Linked DNA regions of Callithrix jacchus: region 2 is linked to region 1. Evidence: chromatin contacts called from public Hi-C data. All regions are on one chromosome and are shown on one strand. The core of a region is the stretch at or near the end of the contact, and the rest is flanking DNA. Distances in the headings are between cores, read along the strand shown.

What was found. Hi-C and Micro-C count contacts between places; a contact is called where the count stands out from the background.
Region 2: a Hi-C map of skeletal muscle shows a contact between it and region 1, with 4 times the contacts expected there. The contact joins the promoter of ARMC7 here to the enhancer-like site in region 1. A contact is called at or near these places in 2 of 3 Hi-C or Micro-C datasets (induced pluripotent stem cells and skeletal muscle).

What each region holds. Positions count from the first base shown.
Region 1 is chr5:130,890,026-130,895,830 of calJac240_pri, reverse strand. It overlaps HID1 (HID1 domain containing), which reads left to right. Exons shown (of 19, transcript XM_008997726.4): 2 at 564-713; 3 at 1,286-1,456; 4 at 2,305-2,418; 5 at 3,055-3,161; 6 at 3,419-3,535; 7 at 5,114-5,336; 8 at 5,429-5,485. Among named protein-coding and RNA genes, the nearest start is that of HID1, 9.3 kb to the left of the region's middle. Within about 2 kb of position 2,415, at least 9 of the 16 cell types and tissues checked have an H3K27ac peak or open chromatin away from gene starts, as enhancers often do. A contact at or near this core is called in skeletal muscle, where this site is marked.
Region 2 is chr5:131,031,309-131,037,113 of calJac240_pri, reverse strand. ARMC7 (armadillo repeat containing 7) reads right to left here and starts at 2,625. Exons shown (of 3, transcript XM_002748721.6): 1 at 2,125-2,625; 2 at 1,897-2,040. The coding sequence starts at 2,215.

The sequences.
Region 1 (5,805 bases), core at 1,166-3,665:
GGTGGGCGCAGAGAGGAGCGAGTTGGGGTGAGAACGCAGAGGTGAATTCAGCAGATCTGGCAGCTGTTTTGGGTGTGCTGAGAGAGGGCGGAGGCTGGAGGCCTGTGGCAGGCAGCTTGGGTGACTTGAAACACAGTTCGAGTCCCCTTTGTCTTCTTTCCATGGGGAGAGGGCCTGGTCTTGACCTGGATCCCTGGGCATTTGACCTAACGATGTGGCCTGGGGCCATGACCAGGTGGGGAGGTCAGCCTGCCTTGCCAGGGGAGGATGGTGACTTAACCAGCATCACATAGCCCCTCAGGGGTGGCGCTGGGCTTTGGCTGACTCTGCCTAGCTGTCCTCTGACCATGTATGCCCGGTGTCTCTAGCCTGACTGTGCTGGCCAGGGCTTGTGGTGGCTGAAGGATGTCCCCCACCCCTGTGGGAGGGCTCTGGGACCCCAGCGGGAATGAGGTAGGGGGACCCTGGCTTCCCTCTTGGGGTCTCTCCTGGCCATGGTTCGGACAAACTGTGGGCCCTTTGGCTAGGAGTCGTGTAACTCTGGACCCTTGGTTCCCACACAGCCCGTGGAAGCCACCGATGATGCCTTTTGGGACCAGTTCTGGGCAGACACAGCCACCTCAGTGCAGGATGTGTTTGCACTGGTGCCAGCAGCGGAGATCCGGGCTGTGCGGGAAGAGTCCCCCTCCAACTTGGCCACCCTGTGCTACAAGGTGAGGGCCGCCCAGACCCTTGCTGCCACACTTCCACCCTCCCTGCCCACAGTGGGAGAAGGCAGGCATCCAGGCCCTCCCACCCCCTGGTCCAGGCAGTCCTGCGGCTTCACCCAGCTCTCCCACTTCTCTCTCTGTGGTTCTTCTCTCTGCGGGAGGGACCATGGCAGCCTCGTTTATGGGGGCTTCTCCAGGCCACATCTAAACTGAGAACCTTTGGAAGATCAGCTCATTCAGCTCCTTCTGTGGGGTGGGTACTGTTAGTATCACCAGTTTACAGATAGGGAAACTGAGGCTGGGACAGAGTCACTTAGCTAGGCCTCAGCCATCCAGTGGTGGGCTGGGTTCTGCCTGTCCGATGCTCTCAGCTGCTCTGGCCTGTGTCCCAGGCCCCCCAGGGGTAGTAAATGCAGGTGTGTGTGTATGACATACAGGCCAACCGCAACTGCAGAGCCACCTGCCAGGCGGCCCCACTGTCTCTCCTCCACGGCCTGGGTGCCCACCCTGACTCCAAGTGCCAGGGTCCCCTCCCCGCCTTCCAGCCTGCCTTCTGCTCCTGCCTGCCCCCACAGGCCGTGGAGAAGCTGGTGCAGGGAGCGGAGAGCGGCTGCCATTCGGAGAAGGAGAAGCAGATCGTCCTGAACTGCAGCCGGCTGCTCACCCGTGTGCTGCCCTACATCTTCGAGGATCCCGACTGGAGGGGCTTCTTCTGGTCCACAGTGCCTGGGGCAGGACGAGGAGGGGTCTGTTGGCCTGGCCAGGGCTGAGTGGGAGGCAGAGTCAGGGTCACAGGGAGAGTGCCCTTCAGGGCGGGCCATGCTCCTCCAAGCCTCTCTGGGATTTGGGAAGCGCAGGGGTGGGGCCAGTGGGTACTGCTGAGGGATGGTGTTTGATGCCACCTCCTTGGGCCTTCAGCTCTTTTCCCATAGTGGTCTCTGCCCCCACAGTCCAGAGGAAGTAGACTGTAGAGAGAAGCTGAGAGCCAAGGGTCACTGGGCAGAGGCAGGGGCAGAGTAGCTGGGCCCTCTGAGGGCCAGAGAGGGACCGTACTGTCCTTTCTCCCCCACACCACCTGCCCACCTGCCTTGGGTTTATCTCCAGGTGAGGTGCTGAGGGGTATGACATAGTGATTCCTAGCAGGGCTGAGACTCCTGGGGTTGGGGTCACTGCCCAGCCCCCTCCAATCGGTAAGGGAGGTTCCCTTGCGGCTCCTGCCCCGCCCACTCCAGTCAGTAGGGGAGGTTCCCTTGCTGTTCCTGCCCCGCCCACTCTAGTCAGTAGGGGAGGTTCCCTTGCTGTTCCTGCCCTGCCCCCTCCAGTCAGTTGGGGAGGTTCCCTTGCTGTTCCTGCCCCGCCCCCTCCAGTCAGTAGGGGAGGTTCCCTTGCTGCCCCTGGCCCAGCTCCCTGCTCTGCCCCGCTTCTGCCTTGGGAGGTTTGGGGCAACCAGGAGTCCACTTCCTCTTCCTTCATTCCTCTGCCCATGGGTGCTTGCCTGGGCTCAGTCCTGTCCTCCACCACCCCCCAAGCCCTGGGCCACCTCTCCCTGGCCAACTCTCCCTGAGGCAGCCTGTGGGTGCTGTGCCCTCAGCAGGGAGAAGACGATGACGAGAATGCCAGGCCCCTGGCTGAGTCCCTGCTCCTGGCCATTGCTGACCTGCTGTTCTGCCCGGACTTCACGGTCCAGAGCCACCGGAGGAGCACTGTGGTGAGGGCCCCCAGCCCCCGCCTCCAGGCCGGGACAGGCTCTGGTCCTGGCTTGGGGCCAGGCCAGTTGGAGTTCCCTTGGGTGGGATGCATTGGGGGCCGGGGGGCTCCAGGAGAGCTGAGCTGCCTGGCACATGTGGGCCTGGGTAGAGGGTGGTAGCTGGTACAGCTGGAGGGAAGCCAGATGGGGCTGGCCCGGCTGGGCGCCTTCTGATAGCTGGGTACAGACACCCATTGTCTTTGCCTGCCCAGGGTGTGTGGGGGTTCGGGGCTGGGACACAGGAGGCCTGGCACTCTCGCTTCCTGTAGTGGCATGGACTCCACCTTGAGTGTTCTCTGCTCACCCCCCCACTAGGGGCACTGGATTCCCTGCCTGCCCCCTCCCTCTCTCCCTGTCCCAAACTGGACCGAGCAAATGAAAAAATCAGTGTGAGATGGAAGAAAAATGAGTTTTCAACAGGCCTGAGAATATTCGCCCCTGCCCTGTGCACGAGGGCTGGGGCATTTTGGGGACCTGTCTTTAGGAGAATTGGGGGTCTCTGCCCATGGGACTGTACAAGGCTTGAGGTGGCCGGGTTCTGACCCAGGCTGCTCACCTCTCACCCCCTAACCCGGCCTTTCCTGGCCCCGTCCCCAGGACTCGGCAGAGGACGTCCACTCCCTGGACAGCTGCGAATACATCTGGGAGGCTGGTGTGGGCTTCGCTCACTCCCCCCAGCCCAACTACATCCACGACATGAACCGGTCAGCTTTGCCCAGACCCAGAGCCCTAGGTGCAGCTGGACCCCGGGCCAGCACCCCCCCACTCCTGCACCACTCAGAGAGAGCCCATGGGGTCTCCCCAGGAGACCGTCCTCACCTGTAATCCGCCCTTGGGCTTACAGGGGTCGACGGGGATCACTTCCTTCCACGGACCTGGGCGGGGTTGCTGCGCTGGGTGGGCAGCATCTCCGAGGGAGGGCTGGGATCCCAAGGTACCCTACCCTTCCCTGCCCCCCAAGGATGGAGCTTCTGAAACTGCTGCTGACGTGCTTCTCCGAGGCCATGTATCTGCCCCCAGCTCCGGAAAGTGGCAGCACCAACCCATGGGTTCAGTTCTTTTGTTCCACGGAGAACAGGTGAGGGCCCCTGGCCTTTTCGGCTCTTTCTTATTCCAGTCAACCCAGAGCTGAGCCCGCTCGCCGCCCGGGTCTTGTTTGAGGGGAGGTGCTGCCCCCTGGTGGTGAAGAACTGTATCGTACCAGCCACACCTTAAACCAGCCCTGTCAGTCTCTCCTTGGAGTCCCAAACAGGACAGAATCTGGGGGCCCCTCAGTGATCCGTGCCTGGGTCCTCCATCAAGAGCCGCCTGCCCAGTAAAATAGTTTGCAAACCACGAGTGCAATCTGAACATTTTAAAACGTTAAAAAGTAACATTGGGCTGGGCGCGGTGGCTCACACCTGTAATCCCAGCACTTTGGGAGGCTGAGGTGCACGGATCACCTGAGGTTGGGAGTTTGAGACCAGCCTGGCCAACATAGTGAAACCCCGTCTCTACTAAAATTACGAAAATCAGCGGGGCGTGGTGGTAACCCCAGCCACGTGGGAGACTGAGGCACGAGAATCACTTGAACCCGGGAGGTTGCAGTGAGCTGAGATCGCACCACTGCACTCCAGCCTGGGCGACAAGAGGGAAATTCCATCTCAAAAAAAAAATTAAAATTAAGTAATAATACATGTCATATAACCCGATATGCCTCAAACTTTAGCATTTAACATGCAATCAGTATCTTAACATTATTGAGCTGTTTTATATCCCCTTTTCATAGCAGGCTTTGAAAATCCCGTGTGTATTTTGCACTTACAGCAGGTCTTGGTTCTGATCGGCCACATTCCAAGGGCTCGACAGCTTCATGTGGCTTGAGGCTGCCACATGGGACCATGCAGTTCAGAGAGTGGGTCGGGGTGTGTGTGTGACAAATACCCCGAAGGGCAGGAAGGCCCCGCCCACACAGGGCACTCATGGACTGTGGGGCACACATGAACACAGGGGGGTGTCACCCATGCCATGTGGCAGGGTTATTTGAGCAGGTAGCTCCCCCCAGGAGCTGTGTTGGCTGCACGGGGTCAGTGCCCAGCAGGTGGCGGTCGACCTCTGCCTTCCAGACTCTGGTCCCTACACGACACGCCTCATTCTTCAGGTTTCCTAGCCTTCTGCTCAACCTTGACCCTACTCCAGAAGAGAAGGGAGCCAGACGACCCCGCCACCGGCCACTCTGGCCAGAGTTTTCTTTCTCACCAGCCTTATCAGGCAAACTGCGACCCTTTGTCCCTCACTTAACCTCTCTGGGTCTCAGCTTCCTCACCTGTAAGATGAGCAGCTTGAACCGTGACATCTCTTGAGTCTGAGTCGGGTCATTCTGCGGCCTGGGAGCTGGTTGGCTGAGCCTGGGCTCTGCTCCCTGAGGGGAAGCTGTCTTCTCCATGGGCCTCCAGTCTCATTTCTGAGGCCCTGATGGAGGGTATCTGCCCCTTAAGACCCTAATGTGTCTTAATCATGGTTCTGTGCCTCCCCCACCCACTCTTCCCAAGCCACTCCCTGGCCTGGTGCTAAAATACTTGTTGAATGAGGCTGACCCTCCCATGTGGCCAGAGGGGTGTGGCCAGGGGGCTGGGCCCGGAGGAGCCTCTGCAGCCTCGCCCCTCTCCCGCTGCAGACATGCCCTCCCCCTCTTCACCTCTCTCCTCAACACCGTGTGTGCCTATGACCCTGTGGGCTACGGGATCCCCTACAATCACCTGCTCTTCTCTGACTACCGGGAACCCCTGGTGGAGGAGGCTGCCCAGGTGCTCATTGTCACCTTGGACCACGACAGCGCCAGCAGTGCCAGCCCCACTGTGGACGGCACCACCACGGGCACCGCTATGGATGATGCCGACGTAAGCATGGGAGTGTGGAGGCGCCAGCTGGTCCTGCCGGGGCAAGGGTTGCGGGAAGACGCTGGCTCACCAGGGCCTTCTCCTCTTGGCAGCCTCCAGGCCCCGAGAATCTGTTTGTGAACTACCTGTCCCGAATCCACCGTGAGGAGGCAAGTCCAGTCCCCACGGTGGCTTTGCAGGGGGTGGGGGAGGCAAGTGAGACAGGGATATGGGGGATCCTGACCCCTCCATGAAGGAACCATGCTCTCTGTGGATTGGGGCCACCCCAAGTGAAATAGTGGCAGGACTGTGAGAGTTTCAAGGTGCAGGAAGGGCTGATGGCCTCACCTGGGTAGAGGCAACTGGGAAGGCTTCTAGGAGGAGGTGGCTGATGTCATTTCAAAGGTGGTGGGGAGAGAGGGAAATGACAGTGGACAAGGACTTCAGGCCAGGCATTCCCAGTTCATGTGTCTTGTGACCTTGGTAGCAA
Region 2 (5,805 bases), core at 1,376-3,875, 140 kb before region 1:
CTTTTATTTTTGAGACAGGATCTTGTTCTGTCACCCAGGCTAGAGTGCAGTGACCCAATCCTAGCTCACTGCAGCCTCAAGCTCCCAGGCTCAAGCAGTCCTCCCACCTCTGCCTCCTGAGTAGCTGTGACACCATGCCAGGTTAATTTTTTTTCTTTGAGACAGAGTTTCACTTTTGTTGCCCAGGCTGGAGCTGGAGTGCAATGGTGTGATCTTGGCTCACTGCAACCTCTACCTCTGGGGTTCAAGTGATTCTCCTGTCTCAGCCTCCAGAGTAGCTGAGATTACAGGTGCCCCCCGCCATGTCCAGCTAATTTTTGTGTTTTTAGTAGAGATGGGGGTTTCACAGTGTTGGCCAGGCTGGTCTCAAACTTCCGACCTCGTGATCTGCCCGCCTCAGCCTCCCAAAGTGCTGTGATTACAAGTGTGAGCCACCACAACCGGCCGACAGGCTAATTTTTGTAATTTTTTTTAATAGCAGAGACGGGATTTTGCCATGTTGCCCAGGCTGGCCTTGAACTCAGGGACTCAAGTTATCTGCCTGCTTCAGCCTCCCAGAGTGCTGAGATTACAGGTTTGAGCCACCTCTCCTGCCTGAAATTGTTGGGGATTTTTTTGGTTTTGTTTCCGTTTTTTTTTTCCAGATGGAGTCTCGTAGTTGCCCAGGCTGGAGAGCAGTGGTGCCATCTGGGCTCACTGCAACCTCCACCTACTGGGTTCAAGCGATTCTCCTGCCTCAGCCTCTCAAGTAGCTGGGATTACAGGTGCCCGCCACCATGCCCAGCTAACTTTTGTATTTTTAGTTACCTATAGGGTTTCATCATGTTGGCCAGGCTGGTCTCAAACTCCTGACCTCAGGTGATCTGTCCACCTCAGCTTCCCAAAGTGCTGGGATTACAGGTGTGAGCCACTGTGCCTGGTCAAAAAATTGCTTTTATTTTTTATTTTATTTTTTTGAAATGGAGTCTTGCTCCCATTGGGCAGGCTGGAGTGCAATGGCATGATCTCAGCTCACTGCAACCTCCACCTCCAGGGTTCAAGGCATTCTCCTTTTTCAGCCTCCCAAGTAGCTGGGATTACAGGATACGCCACTACGCCCAGCTAATTTTTGTATTTTTAGTAGAGACAGGGTTTCACCATGTTGGCCAGGCTACTGAACTCCTGAGCTCAGGTGATCCTCCAGCCTCAGCCTCCCAAAGTGCTAGGATAGGTGTGAGCCACTGTGCAGTGGCTGAAATTGCTCTTTTTAAGACATCTTTTTTTGGGCTGGGCATGGTGGCTCATGCCTGTAATCCCAGCACTTTGGGAAACCAAGGCAGGTGGATCACCTGAGCTCAGGAGTTCAAAGCCTCATCTCTTCTAAAAATACAAAAATTAGCCAGGCATGGTAGTGGGCACCTGTAATCCCAGCTACTCAGGAGGCTGAGATAGGAGAATCACTTGAACCTGGGAGGCGGAGGTTGCAGTGAGCCGAGATCTTGCCATTGCACTCCAGCCTGAGGAAAAAAAGTGAAACTGTCTCAAAACAAAACAAAACATCTTTTTTTTGAGACATGGTCTCGCTCTGTTGTCCAGGTTAGAGTGCAGTGGAGCAATCTCAGCTCACTTTGGCCTCTGCCTCCCAGACTCACGCAATCCTCCTGCTTCAGTCTCCATGGGCCTATAGGTGCACACAACTGTGAGCGGCTAAGTTCTGTATTTTTAGTAGAGACGGGATTTTGCCATGTTGCCCAGGCTGGTCTCAAACTCCTCAGCTCAAGTGATCCGTTTGCCTCAGCCTCCCAAAGTGCTGGGATTACAGGCGTGAGCCACCACGCCCGGCCCCAACGACTCACTTCTAACTCACCTATCTCACCCCGGCCCATTAGACCTTTAGGGAACCGACCCCGCCCTTACCAATAGCAAACTCCACGAGGGTCTCATTCTCCTCCGACAGCGAATCGAGAAATAAATCCAGGACCTGCAGCTGCCGCAGATACTCGTAGTTGTTGGGGTCATAAGCGAAGTTGGCGAGGTTGGCGAGGACTTGCTCCTTGGCGTCTGCAACGGGAAAGCGGCACTGGAGCCAGGTCCGAGCGGCGGTCACAGCAGACCCTGCCCCCCTGGCCCCACCGTGGCTCTCACCTTGGCTCTGGGTCTCCTGGAATTCCGTGACCAGCGCCTGCAGGAATCCCAGCCGCCCGACGTGAGGGTCCACCTTCGGCTTCTGGGCCATGGCCGGTGTGGCAGAGGACCCCCAGGGACGGACGGGAGGGTGGGAAAGGTGCAGGGGAAAGCCGAGCGAGACCTTCACCTGCCCTCCACCTGTGTGGAGAGGGAAGATGGGGGGCGGCAAACGGGTTTCTTTCTAGAGTTCAGATTCTACAGTAATTTGCCGCTGAAAATGGGACGTGGGAGATGGGGCGTGGTCTCAGAATCCTGTGGGAGTTGGGTTTGAAAATCGAAATTGGGGCGCGGGCGACGAGGAACAGTCTACGAGTTGGGGCTTGCAGAGGGGGCACCAGCGCCGTGTGCCGGGTGCCGGGTGCCGGATCCCGGATCCCGGGTCCCGGATCCCGGATCCCGGATCCCGGATCCCGGGATCTGTTCCGAGCTCCCAGCGGAAGCCGCGCTGTCTCCGCCCTTAATATAGCGGAAGGAGCGGGCACGAGGAGGAAAGGGCGGGACAGGGGCGGGGCCGTCGACGAACTCCTTGGCGCACGTACTCCGCGCGGTTACGTTTTTTCTGGATGCGGAAGCCCTTCAGCCTGGGCTGCAGCCCGCTGCTAGCGGATTCCCTGAGACAGGTGCGGGCGTGGGTGGGTTTACTGCGAGGAGCAGCCTGGTTTCCCTTATCTCGTTTCCAGCTGCAAATTACTGCAAAATCTGAACGCAAGAAAGAAACCCACTTGCTGCCCCGGCCGATAGGAGGGCGGGTTAGGGCCTCGCTCGGCTTTCCCGCCCCACCTTTCCCACTCTCCCGCCCATTCCCCGGGGCCCTCAGCCGCCCCGACGTGGCCCAGAAGGTAAGACGCCCACGTCAGGCGGCTGGATTTCCGCGAGGAGCAGCGGAGTCTGCCAGAACCCATGTGGCAGGACGTCGAGGGAGAAGCACCTCCAGGACCCCCACGGCTGGCGGGGGCGTGGCCCAGCCTCCTTGACCCGGACGGCCCTTCGGAGCGCGGGCGTCAGCTCTCTGTGCCCCCCATCGGTCCTTTGCCCCTTTTGCAAAAAGCCTGGCGACCCCGATACGCCCTCCATCCCAGCCCGAGGTGGGTCCGCCACCTCTGGACAGAAATCAAGGGGACTGGCTTATGTCCTGGGGCTTTTCGTCAGTCGGGTGGACGGCGCGCGCCCGGGGAAGCACCGGGGAGCCGGAGGAGGAGCCTTGGATGTGGCCCTTTCAGGGCTTTCTGGATGCTGAAGCCCTTCGGCCGGTTCCCTGTCGGGGATTCTCAGGAAGCAGGTGTGTGCTGCATTAACTCGTGGTCACAGGGAACAAAGCACCAGGGAAGGAGGTGGCCTTGCCACTCTCCGATCGTGTTTGACAATGTGGTATAGGTGGCTTAGGCTGTGCATGTCCTGAGAGTACAAAAGTGGAGTCACTTGCGTTAAAAAACAAACAAGGCCGGGAGCAGTGGCTCACGCCTGTAATTCCTGCACTTTGGGAGGCCGAGGCGGGTGGATCACGAAGTCAAGAAATCGAGACCATCCTGGTCAACATGGTGAAACCCCGTCTCTACTAAAAATACAAAAAATTAGCTGGGCATGGTGGCTCGTGCCTGTAATCCCAGCTACTCAGGAGGCTGAGGCAGGAGAATTGCCTGAACCCAGGAGGCGGAGGTTGCGGTGAGCCAAGATCGCGCCATTGCATTCCAGCCTGGGTAACAAGAGCCAAACTCCCGTCTCAAAAAAACAAAACAAAAGAAAAAAACCAACAAAATCCCGACAGAGTTCAAGAAATCCAGGACGAGAGAGTTCTCATGCATAAATATCTGATAAAACTATCACAAAGACTGCAAAAACCACCACGTTGCACAAAGGCCATCACAAACTTGCACAAAACCACTTCTGCACGGCCATCTGCCCAGCAACTGCCTGTCCAACTTTGAACTGGTCACCCTTGTTATGAATCCTTCTACCTAGCGATAATTATCTCAAAACAAGTAGGTAATCCTAATTTTTCCCTTAAAGCCTTTGTCTTCCTTTACCTCCCTGAATACCCATATAGTTTACTATGCCATGCATATTACCATTGCAATGCCCTATGCCCAAAGAGATGGCATTTTCTTTGAGAGAGCCTCTGTGTTATTTAGGTTGACAAAGGCAAGGACCTGAAGCCCTGGGCCTGGATGAAGGCAGAGTGGCTGTCACAGTCCAGCCAGCTGCACCCCCATTGGAAGCAGGCCCCACCTCTGAGGCTTCAGGTCTTTGCCATCAGCCCCTGCCCTATGCACACCCTCGGAGGCAGGAGTTTCAACCATAGTCTGGGTGCTTAGACTCCAGGACCCTCCCCAAAGCCCCTTGGCTTCTGTTGGGAGCCTCTGCAGCCTGGGAAGTACATCTTACCATACCAAGGTGCCCAAGGGGTTCTTTGCCTCTTGCTGGACAGAGCAGCAAAGGAGAGCCCATAAACGGAGGCAAGGATGGAAATAAGTTCCATTCCTCCCTGCCCAGGAACTGCCCCAGACCTCTAGAGGTTCGCAGGCAATCAGCTAAGTGGGGGCTGCAGACTCAGATGGGACTCCACCCCCATCCTCCTCCCTCATTGGTCTTCTCCCTTCTTAAGGTCTCAGGGAGGGGTCCTCCTTGGGGTAGAATTCTCACCCTTAGTAGGTCTTACCTCTGCCTAGTCTCTTGCACACAGTAGATACTTAATAAATATTTATTGAAGGAATTCTGCCCAGAGATGATTGCCACTCTTGCCTAGGAGCGGGTGAGGTCAAAGTTTCCTATGCAGAACATTCAGTGATAGCTTTTTTTTTTTTTGGCAGGGGAACAAAGTCTCATCACCCAGGGTGGAGTGCAGTGGTGTGATCACAGCTCACTGTGACCTTGAACTTCTTGGCTCAAGGGATCCTCCCACCTCTGCCTCCTGAGTAGCTTGGACTACAGGCCTGTGCTACCATGTCCAGCTAATTTTAAAACTTTTTGTAGAGATGGAAGTTTCCTTAATGTTGCCCAGGCTGGCCTCTCAAGTGATCTCCCATCTTGGCCTTCCAAAGTGTTGGGATTATAAGCATGATCCACCACACTCAGCTTTCCCCCCTACTTTCCTTAATTTTTTTGTAGAGATGGGGTCTCTATGTTGCCTAGGCTGGTCTTCAAGTCCTGGCCTCCCAAAATGTTTTTATTGTCTTTTTTTTTGAGACTGAGTCTCATTCTGTCACCCTGGCTGAAGTACCGTGGCATGATCCCAGCTTGTCACAACCTCTGCCTCTTGGGTTCAAGCAATTCTCCTGCCTCAGCCTCCCAAGTAGCTGGGATTAGAGGTGCCTGCCATCACACCTGGCTAATTTTTGTTTTTTTTTTTTTTGAGACAGAGTTTTGCTCTTGTTTACCCAGGCTGGAGTGCAATGGCGCGATCTCAGCTCACCACAACCTCCGCCTCCTGGGTTCAGGCAATCCTCTTGCCTCAGCCTCCTGAGTAGCTGGGATTACAGGCACGTGCCACTATGCCCAGCTAGTTTTTTGTATTTTTAGTAGAGACAGGGTTTCATCATGTTGACCAGGATGGTCTCGATCTCTTGACCTTGTGATTCGCCCTCCTCGGCCTCCTAAAGTGCTGGGTTTACAGGTGTGAGCCACTGCGCCCGGCCTGTTTTT